2 separate regions of the Zea mays genome follow, and region 1 is linked to region 2. The links are chromatin contacts, called in public Hi-C maps. All regions are on one chromosome and are shown on one strand. Each heading gives the region's core, a stretch centred on a gene start, on an enhancer-like site or on the middle of the called end of the contact. The rest is flanking DNA. Distances are from core to core; before and after follow the strand shown.

What was found. A called contact is a pair of places that touch in the nucleus more often than the background predicts.
Region 1: a Hi-C map of leaf shows a contact between it and region 2, with 3 times the contacts expected there. The contact joins the promoter of LOC100383549 here to the promoter of LOC100280701 in region 2. A contact is called at or near these places in 3 of 25 Hi-C or Micro-C datasets (ear, leaf and tassel).

What each region holds. Positions count from the first base shown.
Region 1 is chr7:81,698,874-81,704,934 of Zm-B73-REFERENCE-NAM-5.0, forward strand. LOC100383549 (putative AMP-dependent synthetase and ligase superfamily protein) reads right to left here and starts at 3,391. Exons shown (of 5, transcript NM_001357155.1): 1 at 2,292-3,391. The coding sequence starts at 3,341. It also overlaps the pseudogene LOC118472938.
Region 2 is chr7:81,392,586-81,398,488 of Zm-B73-REFERENCE-NAM-5.0, forward strand. It overlaps LOC100280701 (FLU), which reads left to right and starts at 4,076. Exons shown (of 5, transcript NR_176469.1): 1 at 4,076-4,231.

The DNA of each region.
Region 1 (6,061 bases), core at 2,141-4,640, 310 kb after region 2:
TAGGTATTGTTCGGTTGCACAGGAATCAAAGGGGAATGAGAGGATTAAATTCCCTTCTATTAAATTCTAATTAGAAAAGGATTTCATCCCCTCCAATCCACTTCAATCCCGTCCTAATCGAACATGCCCTTAGATGGGTGGTGTTTATAGCATGGAGTCAGCATGCTAGGACCATGTCTACTCTCTTTGAGGCTGCTGGTGTAGACATAGGGGCGTTTGTTTAGCTTAAAATCAGATTCTGACCGTCGGAATCTGATTCTGTCTGCCAAACACATCGCTTCCTCAGTATGAGAATCAATTATGTGAAAATCGCTCATATCAAAGTGAATGTAGAATCCGTCGACCTCCACGCACTATTGTAGAGTTGCCTCCAATGGAGGGACTATGAGGCTACCGCTAATGAACGACAGAAAGATGGTGACAATGGCTACATGGTGCACCCTAGTGTCTGCTCCCTAGCACATGATGAGGGGACGAGGAAGCCACTAGCGGGGCGAGGGTGGCTACCATGGCTGGCGTTCGGTAAGGGTGTGGTGAGGCCGCTATGGCCGACGTTTGCATGCAAACAGGTGGATGGTCGAGATGGAGGAAGGGATGGGATGGGAGGGTGTGGGGCCGCTAACGTTGGGGAGAAGGCATGAACCACTAGGGTGTCGTCCTAAGGCCGGTTTCAACGATTCCCCCTCCAAAATCCTATTCGTACCATCTACTCATATTTTACTACCTCTCCCAAAAAATCTTCCTCTATTTCTCTTCCCCTCCAACAATTCCCCCAATCCAACTCTCCATATACACTATAACTCAATTATTTAAAATTTCTATATCAGTTTTTAAAGTAAAAAAAATCATGCAATGTATGTACTATCATACTACACATTGTTATCATGTCAGGATGTCTACATGGAATCATGTAAAATATATGATTTACACTATATATTACAATGGAGTAGTGCGGAGGAGGGGAGGATGAGACTGAGCAATTGGAGAGCGTCTAATTAACTATCGTTAATTAGATGCCTGTCGATGACTGTAGTTAATTAACTATCTCAATTATTTTGTAGCTGGCTAGATTTATTTCACCCAACACTAAAAGTTGGATGTATTGATTGTCTTGTTTATAATTTTCTTCGCATTCAACAGGTGGAGATAGGTACGTGTATTTGAGAGGGCAAACATATGTTTTAGCAATATATTAACTGCTATTAGGACAGCTAGTAAAATAGTTGTTAGCTAGTACGTGCTTAACTACTAATTATGCGTGCTCAACTACTAATTAGCTGGCCTCGATCTATTAGATAAGCGTAATCCTATTTGGATCCACCTCAATTTATTTTAGCAGGGCTAGCAATTTGCTGGGTGGATCCGGACGGGCCGGGGTCTCAAAGACTCGCTTTTATTTTTTGTTTCAAATTATGTGTATGTATTAATATTTGAAGCAATTGTACAATACTCAAACCATTACTGCACCGAAACCTGTTTCTCTCATCACCTTCGTACAATTATAATGGATTTCATTCTAAGACCTAGAACAAGCTAATGATGCAGCTATATCATCACCATACAAGTCAACTCCGAGAAGTGTATTACTAAACCAATGTCGGCTGGCATTGCTTCGTGAGCAAGTCCTGACTCCTGAGCGTAGGCCAACATCTCTCTTTCTATATATGACTAAGTCTTATGACTGGTATATAGGGTGGTAATGGATTACGATTCAAATGTTTATTCACAATAAGTTAGGACCTTAATTAATCTTAGTTCAAAAATAATAGAAATAGAGTCCGATCTTAATCCGTTTTGAACTATTCTTATATGGCACTAAGACGGTGACACCTCGAATAATTACCAAAAAAAAAAAAAACTTATCAGCAGTCACGGTATTTTGAAACGAAGCGTATGTTGCATGGTTTAACTAAAAAGGTGTGTATTTGCTGTCACCAAAGCTACATCGTCATTGACCCCCTGCTGGACCATACTACTACTTTCCCATCAGTTGACTTGAGTGATGTGCTTGCAAATGAAGAACGCGTTCTCCACACACCCCCTCCCCACCCCCCACCACCCTCCTTTTCAAAAATGTTACATAAAAAGTTCGAAATGTTACACGGCCGGGTCAGATATTTTTTGGTAGGTTAGAGAGGCAATCGGTGGTCCAAGATTTTAACAAAACCGTCATTTTGTTTTGTTGTCTTAAATTTGTGGCCTCTATCGACTACTGTAAAACACCACTAGCTCACAATAATTATTATTAGTTAGTATTTGAGTGAAAGCGACACATCTAAACGGAAACTCACCATGCAGAGATCCACGTTGGGGAACCGTCGTCGGAAACTCTCGGCTGCCGTCCTCGGCAGCGGCGCGCCGCCACATACCACGCGCTCCAGCGCCTCTAGGTGGCACCGCTCCTTGACCATGGCCACCACCACCGGTGGCGACGCCGTCATCTCACTGACGGCCCACCTCCCCGCCGCCTCGATCACCCCCTTCACGCCGCGCCGCGCCACCGCGTCGGTCAGCATCACCGTCGTGTGCCCCAGCGCCACCCCCTTCAGCGTGTAGTAGAACCCCATCGAGTGGAACATGGGCGCGCCCAGCAGCGACCTCTCGCGACCGCGCCTCGGTTTCCCCAGCAGAGCATGGGATCCCGCCGCCATCGCGATGAAGCTCCGGTGCGGCAGCGCCGCGGCCTTCACCCTCCCGGTTGTCCCCGACGAGTACTGGATCGCCGCCGTATCCGACTGCCGCACCACCGCCGTGTCCGCCGCAAGTCCCTCCTCCCCACGGCCGTCGCTCTGCTTCTGCAGAAAGGAGCGGAAGTGGTCCGAATCGAGGAGCACGGCGGGGAGGCCAGCCGGCAGCTTTGCGGCGGTCGACGACACGGCGAAGGCGACGGACGCGCCTGACAGTGCCACGAGGCGCGCGACCTCGTCCGCGGTCAGCGCAGGGTTTACCGGCGACACCACGGCGCCGAATGAGAGCAGCGCGAAGTAGAGCACCGGCACGTCCAGCCGTGTCGGAGCGAGGACGAACGCGACGTCGCCGCGGCCGAGCCGGACCACGGAGCGCAGCGCCCCCGCGAGCGCGCGTACCTGGGACAGGAACGCCGGGAACGACACGGCCTCGCCGGTGGCGGCGTCGAGGAGAGCCGGGTGCGCGGGGGTCGGGGACGACGCCAGGAGCGAGAACGCAAACTCCGGAAACGAGAGCGGTGAGTCCGTCGGCGGCAGCGGCACCGGCGGGCGCAGGCTGCGGAACGTCCTGGTCACCTCACAGAAGCCGCTGCGACCATCTACACCTCCGGGAGCAGCGCCGTCGGCGTTGGCCGCAGGCGCGGAAGTGGCCATTTCTCCTTAGCACCCAGTGGTGACTGGACTGGTTGGTGATTTTGTCGTGTGCCACCTTCGGTTACGGTTGGCGTTTTATAATCTGGCATGCTGGGTTAGGGGTTCCAACAGCGTATGCACAAGATTTACTCACAACAGCAAGGCAAAGTATGGCTTCATTGTTTTTCTTTTCTGAAATTTTCAAATTCGCAATACACGTTTTTCGCGTGATGGGAACTGCTACGAAAGGTATTGTTTCTACAGAACCAGAGGCCGTTGGATGCCCTGCTTCAGGGGGCCGTTCGATTGTCACGGGTTGGTGCTGTAAAATAATTTCTAGTGGAATTATTTCTCTAATTTATATAGTGGTCTATTTATTTCTCTAGTGTTAAAGTTAAGCATTTGCTAAAATTTGGCACGTGCTAAACTTTAGTACTTGAGGAGTGTTTGAATAAAGTGCTAAACTTTAACAATCACTGGTCTACGAGGAGCATGCGGCCAGGGAGAAAAAGGGGTATTCATGGTAAAATGAGGTTGGTGAACACTTTTAGCACAATTTAGTATCTTTGGTGGAGCTAAAGCGCTAATGAGTGCTAAACCTTAACACAACACATTTAGCTACCCTGTTTATTTTTTAGTAGCTAAACTTTAGCAAAAAGTGCAGTGCTAAAGTTTAGCAAAAAATAGTTGATCACTCCAATCTAATTTATAATTTATTTGATTTTTTATACCAAGTTTGATAGCTCGTTTATTTAAAAATTTTCATAATTATTATTAATTTTTATTTGTGATATTGTTTAGCATATAATATACTTTAAGTACAACTTCAAATTTATTATCTTTTGTAATTTTTTAATAAACCGAGCCTGTTAAACTTGATAAAAAAGTAAAATTAATTATAAATTGAGACATATAAAGTACCAAATATTAGTAATAACTGATAAGATTTTTCTTCGGCTCCGCCAAACCAAGTTTCTTGATCAGTATTTTTGCATTGGTGGGATGAGTAAAAAAATTGGAGGGTCAATGCCAATCATAACCATGGGAATCCTAGACAAGTAATACTGCAATTTGTTCATTTCTATTATCAAATTTGGGAGGTTTCAACATTTATATGCTATATTATTGGAAAGATATATAACCAATGATGTATCTTTTGTACTTTTGAGATGGGAGTTATGCCCATTGTTGGTCACTTGTTCTTAAATGCTATGAGATAAGAACAAGGCAACACAAATGTTAATGGTTAAAGACCTTCGTCCTTCGAAACATTATCTCCCTTAGGATATAATGATCTTCAGACAAAGGTTATGAAGGGCAAACATTCATCATCTCAATATGTCATAATAAAAAGCAGGAACATATAAGACATATAGAGAACATGAATAACCATATTAAATCATTATCTATCTTCTCATTATATGATCATGAACAAACATTAATGATATTGAGTTACATTTGTACCTTCGGCTTGACAGAAGGTAAGAATCCAAGAGTGACGTGCGAGTGATTACAGGTCAGCGTGAACAGTACCGTGTTACTGTTTATCTATTTATAGGCACACGACGCAGCCTATGTAAAATTACATTCATATTCTTGACATTTACTATTGACTAAGAAGTAATCTGTCGAGGACTAAGCAGTCTTTTCCTCTTTAGGTCGGTTTCACTCTCCATCACCGTCTTTGCGCTAAGCCGAAGCTTCTCCATCCATAGCTTCGGAATTGATTCATCCTTCTTTCAGACCACGCCTTTCATACCATGCGCACCTTCATCTCAAAGCCGAAGGTTCATGTAACATTATATTATAATTGGAAAGCATGTTAGTCGTGTTTTTGAGGACCTTCGAAAGACGAAGGCCCCCAACAGTAGCCCCTCGTAGTATTAATTTGTTCTTGTATCTAACAAATTCAGACTGCGACGTGAACGAAGGTCCGAAAAACACCTTCCCTTCGCTAGAATAGCGAAAGTCAATGACAAATGGGGCCCGCCAAGTTGCAATGCACTAGGAATATAAATAGAAACCCACAGTGGCAGCATTTGCTATGCCATTTCTGTTGCTTGCGTTATTTTCTCAAATTTTTAACTCTTGTTATCAGCTCTCGCTTGATTTTCGAGCTTCGTGATATACACAAGAAGATGTCTGAGGAGAAGAAGATGCCTGAGGAAAATAAGATGTCTGAGGAAAAGAAAGTTGTGGACCCTTTTCTGGCTGGGTTTTACGAATCTATGGCAAAAACAAATACAGAGAAGATCACAAAAGAAATAATGGCGGATTTGTCTGAAGATTCTGACGATAGCGATGACTATGATGTGGAAAGTGGGGATGAAGATTCTGAAGACCGGCCTTGGCGGCCAAGCCATACCATCTTCGGAAAGTCAACCATTAAACAAAGTCAAATTGACTCCATGAAGGGAACATACTTTCGTGACATGTCTATTGTGAGGGTTGGAGGGGACAACACCGCCCCTGCTCCTGAAGAAAATGAGGTTGTTGTCTACAGAAGCTTTATGAAGGCAGGTCTTCGGTTCCCATTGAGCAAATTTTTGGTTGAAGTGTTGAAGATATTTTAGATCTTTCTTCATCAAATTACTCCTGAAGCTATAATCAGAATGGGTTTATTTGTTTAAGATGTGAGAAGCCAAGGGCTGGAACCGAGCGTGAAGTGTTTTTGCAATATGCACGAACTGTTGTACGAGACGATGGCTACTGGCAAAGTGCAGTATCACAACAACTTCGGT
Region 2 (5,903 bases), core at 2,826-5,325:
TTGTCCCCACAGACCAACACGGGTCTTTTGTGCACACTTTGTTCTCACTCATGCGCATCCGAGAAAACTTCCCGGTCGGTCACCCCATCCCAAATTGCTCCAAGCCAAGCACACTTAACTTGGAGGTTCTTTCGAGATAGGCTTCCAAAAAAAAGATGCACCTTGTTGGTATGTATACTCTATTAATTCTATTAAGCCTTGGGCCAGGATATCACCACCCCAGGCCAAGGTATCACAGACGAAGACAATGTTATGTTTAAGATTTGCGAATAAATTTATAATGACATGATACAGGGATAAGAAATAATTGTTTTATTGTAATATTTTCGTGGTACGAAGTGATTTGATCCTCGAAGCTTTTTCAGTAGCTTTGTTGTAATATAACCATACCTTCTTCGCTTTGCTTTTTACTGATTTGCTTTCTTTCTTTGTGATGTGTGAAAGTTTACTTAATACTCATTTTAAGCCAAAGTCAAAAAACACCTTCCCTTCTTTTCACACGTTACAAATGAATACTCTTTGTAGAGGTATCTTCAGGGTAGACTAAATTTATGCCTCCATTCTCCCAGGAATGGCCTCGAAAGATTTTCACTATTACTTAGGCGATCAAAACAAAGCTCTGCATTTCCTTAGAAACCACTTCAGAGCTTTTTTCGTCGTTACTTAGGTGATCAAATCAGAGCTTTGCATTCCCTTAGGAACAACTTTGGAGCTTTTTCCACCGTTACTTAGATGAATAAATCAGAGCTTTACATTCCCTTAGGAACGACTTCGAAGCTTTTTCATCGTCACTTAGGTGATCAAATTAGAGCTCTGCATTCCCTTAAGAATGACTTTAGAGCTTTTTTCACCGTTACTTAGGTGAATAAATCATTTTGTCATTGCACTCGAAAGTGCCAACTTTGCTTATTACATTGAATTGCATAATGGAAGAGTTTTGCAAATAAACGTAGATGTGAAATGGCTTCTTCTTAGTAGCTTTAGGTCTCCATTACCCAGCCCTTAGGGTCTTTAGTATATATGCTTTGACTCCAGAACCATACTATTGACATTACGAGTTTCAGATCCCTCCCTTCTGTCCCTTTGCTGCAAATCTTGCACTAGGAACTTGGAATGACCGGCAGGAACCTGATCGTAGGAAGGTGGTCCCGAGCGAAGGAGGTAGATGGTGACCATGTGCTCATCACTGGTTGCTTGAAGCATTTGAGGCCACAGACAAATGCAGCCTTGGCTCCTGTGACGGAGGTTGAACATACTGCGGGACATACGATGAACAGTATGAAGATGTACTGAACACCTCCTTCAACCGGGAAGGTTGAGCTGCTGACGAAGCAAGTCCTTTCTACTTGTTGATTGTATGGTGGCAGGTTCTTGTTATGTGGCCCTTGTCCTCACCATAAAACAAGTAGAATGGCTTCCTTGGAGGCGCATTAAACCTGAAACCAAAGCTTTGGCCTCCCCTTCCCCCAATTGGAGAAAGCAGACAAAATGTGCTGTGGGAAGGCTACTGCTAAGAGCTTGTTTGTTGCTGGCCTGACTGGCCCTGAGATTGAGCTATCTTTTCTTCACCTTGCACCGGGTTGTGAATTCTTCTTACATGCCTTGGGTTGAATCTTCCTCCGAAGCCCCTGGTGGCTTTGGTGTATCTATGCAACTCCTCCCTTCTTTGGCAGAAATCGTTGTCGACCTTGGTGTATTCATCCATCTTCTATAATAATTTCTCCAAAGAGTGTGGAGGCTTCCTTGCGAAGTACTAGGTTGCTGGTCCTAGCTTGAGCCCCTTGACCATGGCTTCGATGACGATGTCATCTTGGACTGCTGGTGCTTGAGCTCGAAGATGAAGGAACCTTCGGACGAACGACTGAATGTATTCGTCTGGATCTTAGGTACACTGGAACAGGGCTTGTGTAGTGACTGGCTTTGACTAGAAGCCTTGGAAACTGGTGAGGAGCATTTCTTTTAGCTTTTGCCACGAAGTGACAGTTCTTGGCCGAAGTGATGAGTACCAAGTCTGAGCCACATTCCTAACCGCCATGATAAAGGACTTCGCCATGACTATCGAGTTACCCCCATATGAGGATTTGGTAGATTCATAACTCATAAGGAACTGCTTTGGATAAGTTAGGCCATCATACATTGGTAGTGTAGGTGGCTTGTACGTGGTGGCCAAGGAGTCGCCTGCAGCTCTGGTGTTAGTGGGGAGGCTTCGTCGTGGAGGAAATCTTGGAAGTTGACTGGTCCATGACGAAGATTTTCATGGTTATGGCCCTCATAGTTCTTATCCTTGTAGTTGTGCTAATCTGGCACATTAATGTTACGCATTCTTTGGTTGCTTCGTCAATCTTTTTCTGAAGCTCAAAAAGACGAAGCACCTTCTCCCTACGCTTCTCCAACTGCTGGTGGATTACTTCGAGGTTATTGAATTCTTGATCAAGCTCCTCGTCTTGTGGCTCTGGGCTAATGGCTTTCCTCTTCTGGTTTCTTGCCTCCCTAAGGAGAGCTTTGTTCCCCTGGTTGGTGTCCAAGGTCCTGAGGACGGAGCTGGTTGTCATTGCCTTCTTTAACAACATGATGTAGGTTGTCGTTGTGGTTTGAATCGCCGGAGGTGGGCGCTAATGTTGGTCACTTGATTTCAATCCTCTGGTGGCATTGAGAATCAAGGCAACACAAGTTAAATATACATGAACCTTAGTCCTTGTTTTAACACTTCTATGAAGTGTTAGCACTAAGGACAAAGGTCTTTTAAAAGAAGATGTGAATAAAAACATCATGAAACGGGATGACAATGTACAATGGGGTGTGAAACTCATCTTATATGCCTTAGCATTTTTATTCCATCTTCCTTTGTATCAAACAATTTACAAACATACATTCGGTTCCTTGACACATGGTGACACGAAGGTTCTTAGAAGGCTAAGCAACACGAAGCTATGACCCTCAAAAGGTGAATTCATACATGTCATTGTTCATCTATTTATAGGGAAGATGAACAACCTCGTACAAAATTACATTCATGCCCTTAGGGTTTCACATACATGATTTATAAACGACATCAGGGCAACATTGTCCTTTCTCATTCTTCTTGCTACACAAGTCTCGGACTTCGTCGTGTGAAAGCCTCTTTGTGCCGAAGCTTGCAGCTTCGAGTTTCATCCTTGTTATCCGTGTGTGCTGAATGAAGCTTCTCCTTGCATTGCTTCAGCTATTCCTGATAGCACTTAGACCGAGGCCTAGCTTCGTCTGCTGTTAGTCGTGTACCTGAAACAAATCTGTTCACTCCAAACCAAGAGTTATTTGAGGACCTTCGGCAGATGTAGGCTCCTAACATTTTAGTTGTTCCTAAACATTGAGATTAGTGAAATCTTTATACCATGCTCTGATCTTGCAGCATTGGTCATCACATTCACACGATTTCCCTATTTGTAGCATCATGGCTTATATTAGAGAATGTTTTATTTGTTCCTTTTTTCCAGAACCAAGCTCGACCCCATCTCCATTAATCACAACAGAAATACTGATGTTCGAGAACCTAGATGAAAGAGATAGGGACAATAAACGACGATCATCCTGTCTGGACCGATAGTCCGCTTCAGATGTTAGACAGAAGAGGAATAGGTGCCCCGCAAACTATGGAATAAAAGCTAATGGTATAATTGACTACCAAACCAACCAACCAAGTTTAACAACCAAAGATACTGCAAGGGGTGAAGGCAACTCCAGCCGATTGGAGTCACACCATCTTCAGGCAAACTTTAGTTCTTGCCTTCACCCCTTTAATGGTGTGTCTTAAATCTGATTCTACCAGCAATCTTGTGCCGACATACGACATGATATATAGATGATAATAAAAGTATAAAATAATAATTAGTGTTTTTTATATGAATGTATTTTATTATATTAATTCCGTATCACGTATGGGTATTTAGAAAAGAGTGAAATTGACCTACTGATCTCTAATGTAGTAATGTCAAGAACAGTGGCTTCTGGCTTCAGCCGCGTGTTCACTTTGGTTACAATAATATATCACATCCTTTCCAGGGTCTTACATGAAAAATAACCCGCTAAAAACATACATGACGATATGAGCCCCTCGCAGATTTGGTTCCCTCCCTTATCCTATTCCCTCGTGTCATGGCGCTTCTCCTGCGCCTCGCTGCTCCGTCGGTGCCGCCCCGGCGGAGCTCCGGCCTCAGAGCATTGCCGCGCGTCGTCCTTCCGGAGGTCGTTTCCAGTAAGTGACCCTCCCCCCCCCCCCCCCCCCCCCCCCCCCCCCCGCATGGCCATTTCCTCTTTTTTTCTCTTTATTTCTTGGAATTTGGTCTATTATCTGTAGACGTGCCACGCCTCCTGGCCTCCTTCGCGCTGGCTTATTCAATCAATTACTCCTCCGAGCAGCAGTTACTAGCACCAGCCCGTGTGCTTTTGTGGTCTCTCTCGCGAACTGCTGCGCACCGGAGCTGGTCGACGAAATGCTCGCCATCCCCTCTCTACTTCTGTTGTCTCTGTTTGATTGCTGTACGTGTGTAACTGAATGTTACTGCAAGTTGCCAGGTCTGGTGCTCACTGCTGTCGTCCTCACATTGAGGTTTGTAGCAATCGCGGTGATAGGAGTTTTAGTGACTCTGAAATCTTGCTAGAGTGTGAGACGATGTCCCATCACCATTGTGTTTTGGTTGCATACTCCTTCCAATGGCTGCGTCTGCACCTGTTGGGACTACAGCGGCGATCTATAGAGACAAAATACTGTAAAAGCTGCAGCCGCAGCTGGATTAAAGCCACAGCAAAGAAACTTGAAACTGTGGGTGCGATTGGTTTCTTTTCTCAACTTAGAATGGTCGCATGTGATAAACTAGGCTCATCGAGACTAGGTTGTAAACATACCAGATTGTTTGTTTGGTTAAGTTGCATGTCGTCAATCAGACTGAGAAGGGACGATGTTTGATAGGCTGGATATGATGGAGATAGAATAAACATAAAAAATAAAATATTTTTAAAAAGAATTTGTATAGCAAGTGTAGTCTAGTTTTATTGGTAAAAATGTCAGGAACATGAGAGTAAAATTGATATATTAATTAGACGTTTTAATTAAGAGATATCACAAAAATACCAAATTAAAATGATCTTTCATGTTCTGTGCCTGCATCAGCACAACCTGGCCAGGGAGAGAAGGTCAATTCTCCCGTATCTGCTCGGCCAGGCTGTGGCGTGATCAGGTGCATACATCGGGCCTGGCCCATGATGCTGTGCGCCTGTGCGGGAAACCAAACAACAAGGTGACTGCACCAGTAGAACTTGGCCCTGGCAAAACCATGCAACCAATCATGCCCTATATAACTAGCAGATATCCCCAGGCTTGATGCAGATGAAGCTACGTTTTTTGACAAATAAAATAAATAAATACTGTCTTCTAAATTGTTTTAGCGTGAAGGTAATTCAGGCAATCAAGAGAAAAAACAGATGCGTTGTATGTAACTTAGAGAAGGAAAACTGTTATGACCGGCCGCCACTACAGGCGCCGGATAACAACAGAAGCAACGGATAGACATGCAAATTAGTTGGATAAGGATCTACACATGCAGATTAGTTGGATAAGGATTAGAAGATTAAGGAGATAAGATTTGTTAGAGAGAAAAGAGGGATTTGATCTCATTAGATAAGTACTAGAAGGGAGTATAAATAATTGTAAGCACCACCCTATATGGAATTAAGCAGAAACAATTATAGTTTCCAGCTTCCCTCTGGGAGCTAGGAGAAACCCTAGCTGCCACTGTTCATCACGCTACTGTTCATCAGTGTGTTCTTCCGTTCAGCAGCCCATCTCCCTCTTTCCCTCCGCCCAGCATCCACGGCGTCCAAACACAGCCGTGGGCGTTTCCTCCCTCGCCCAGCCCCCTCGCACTCAT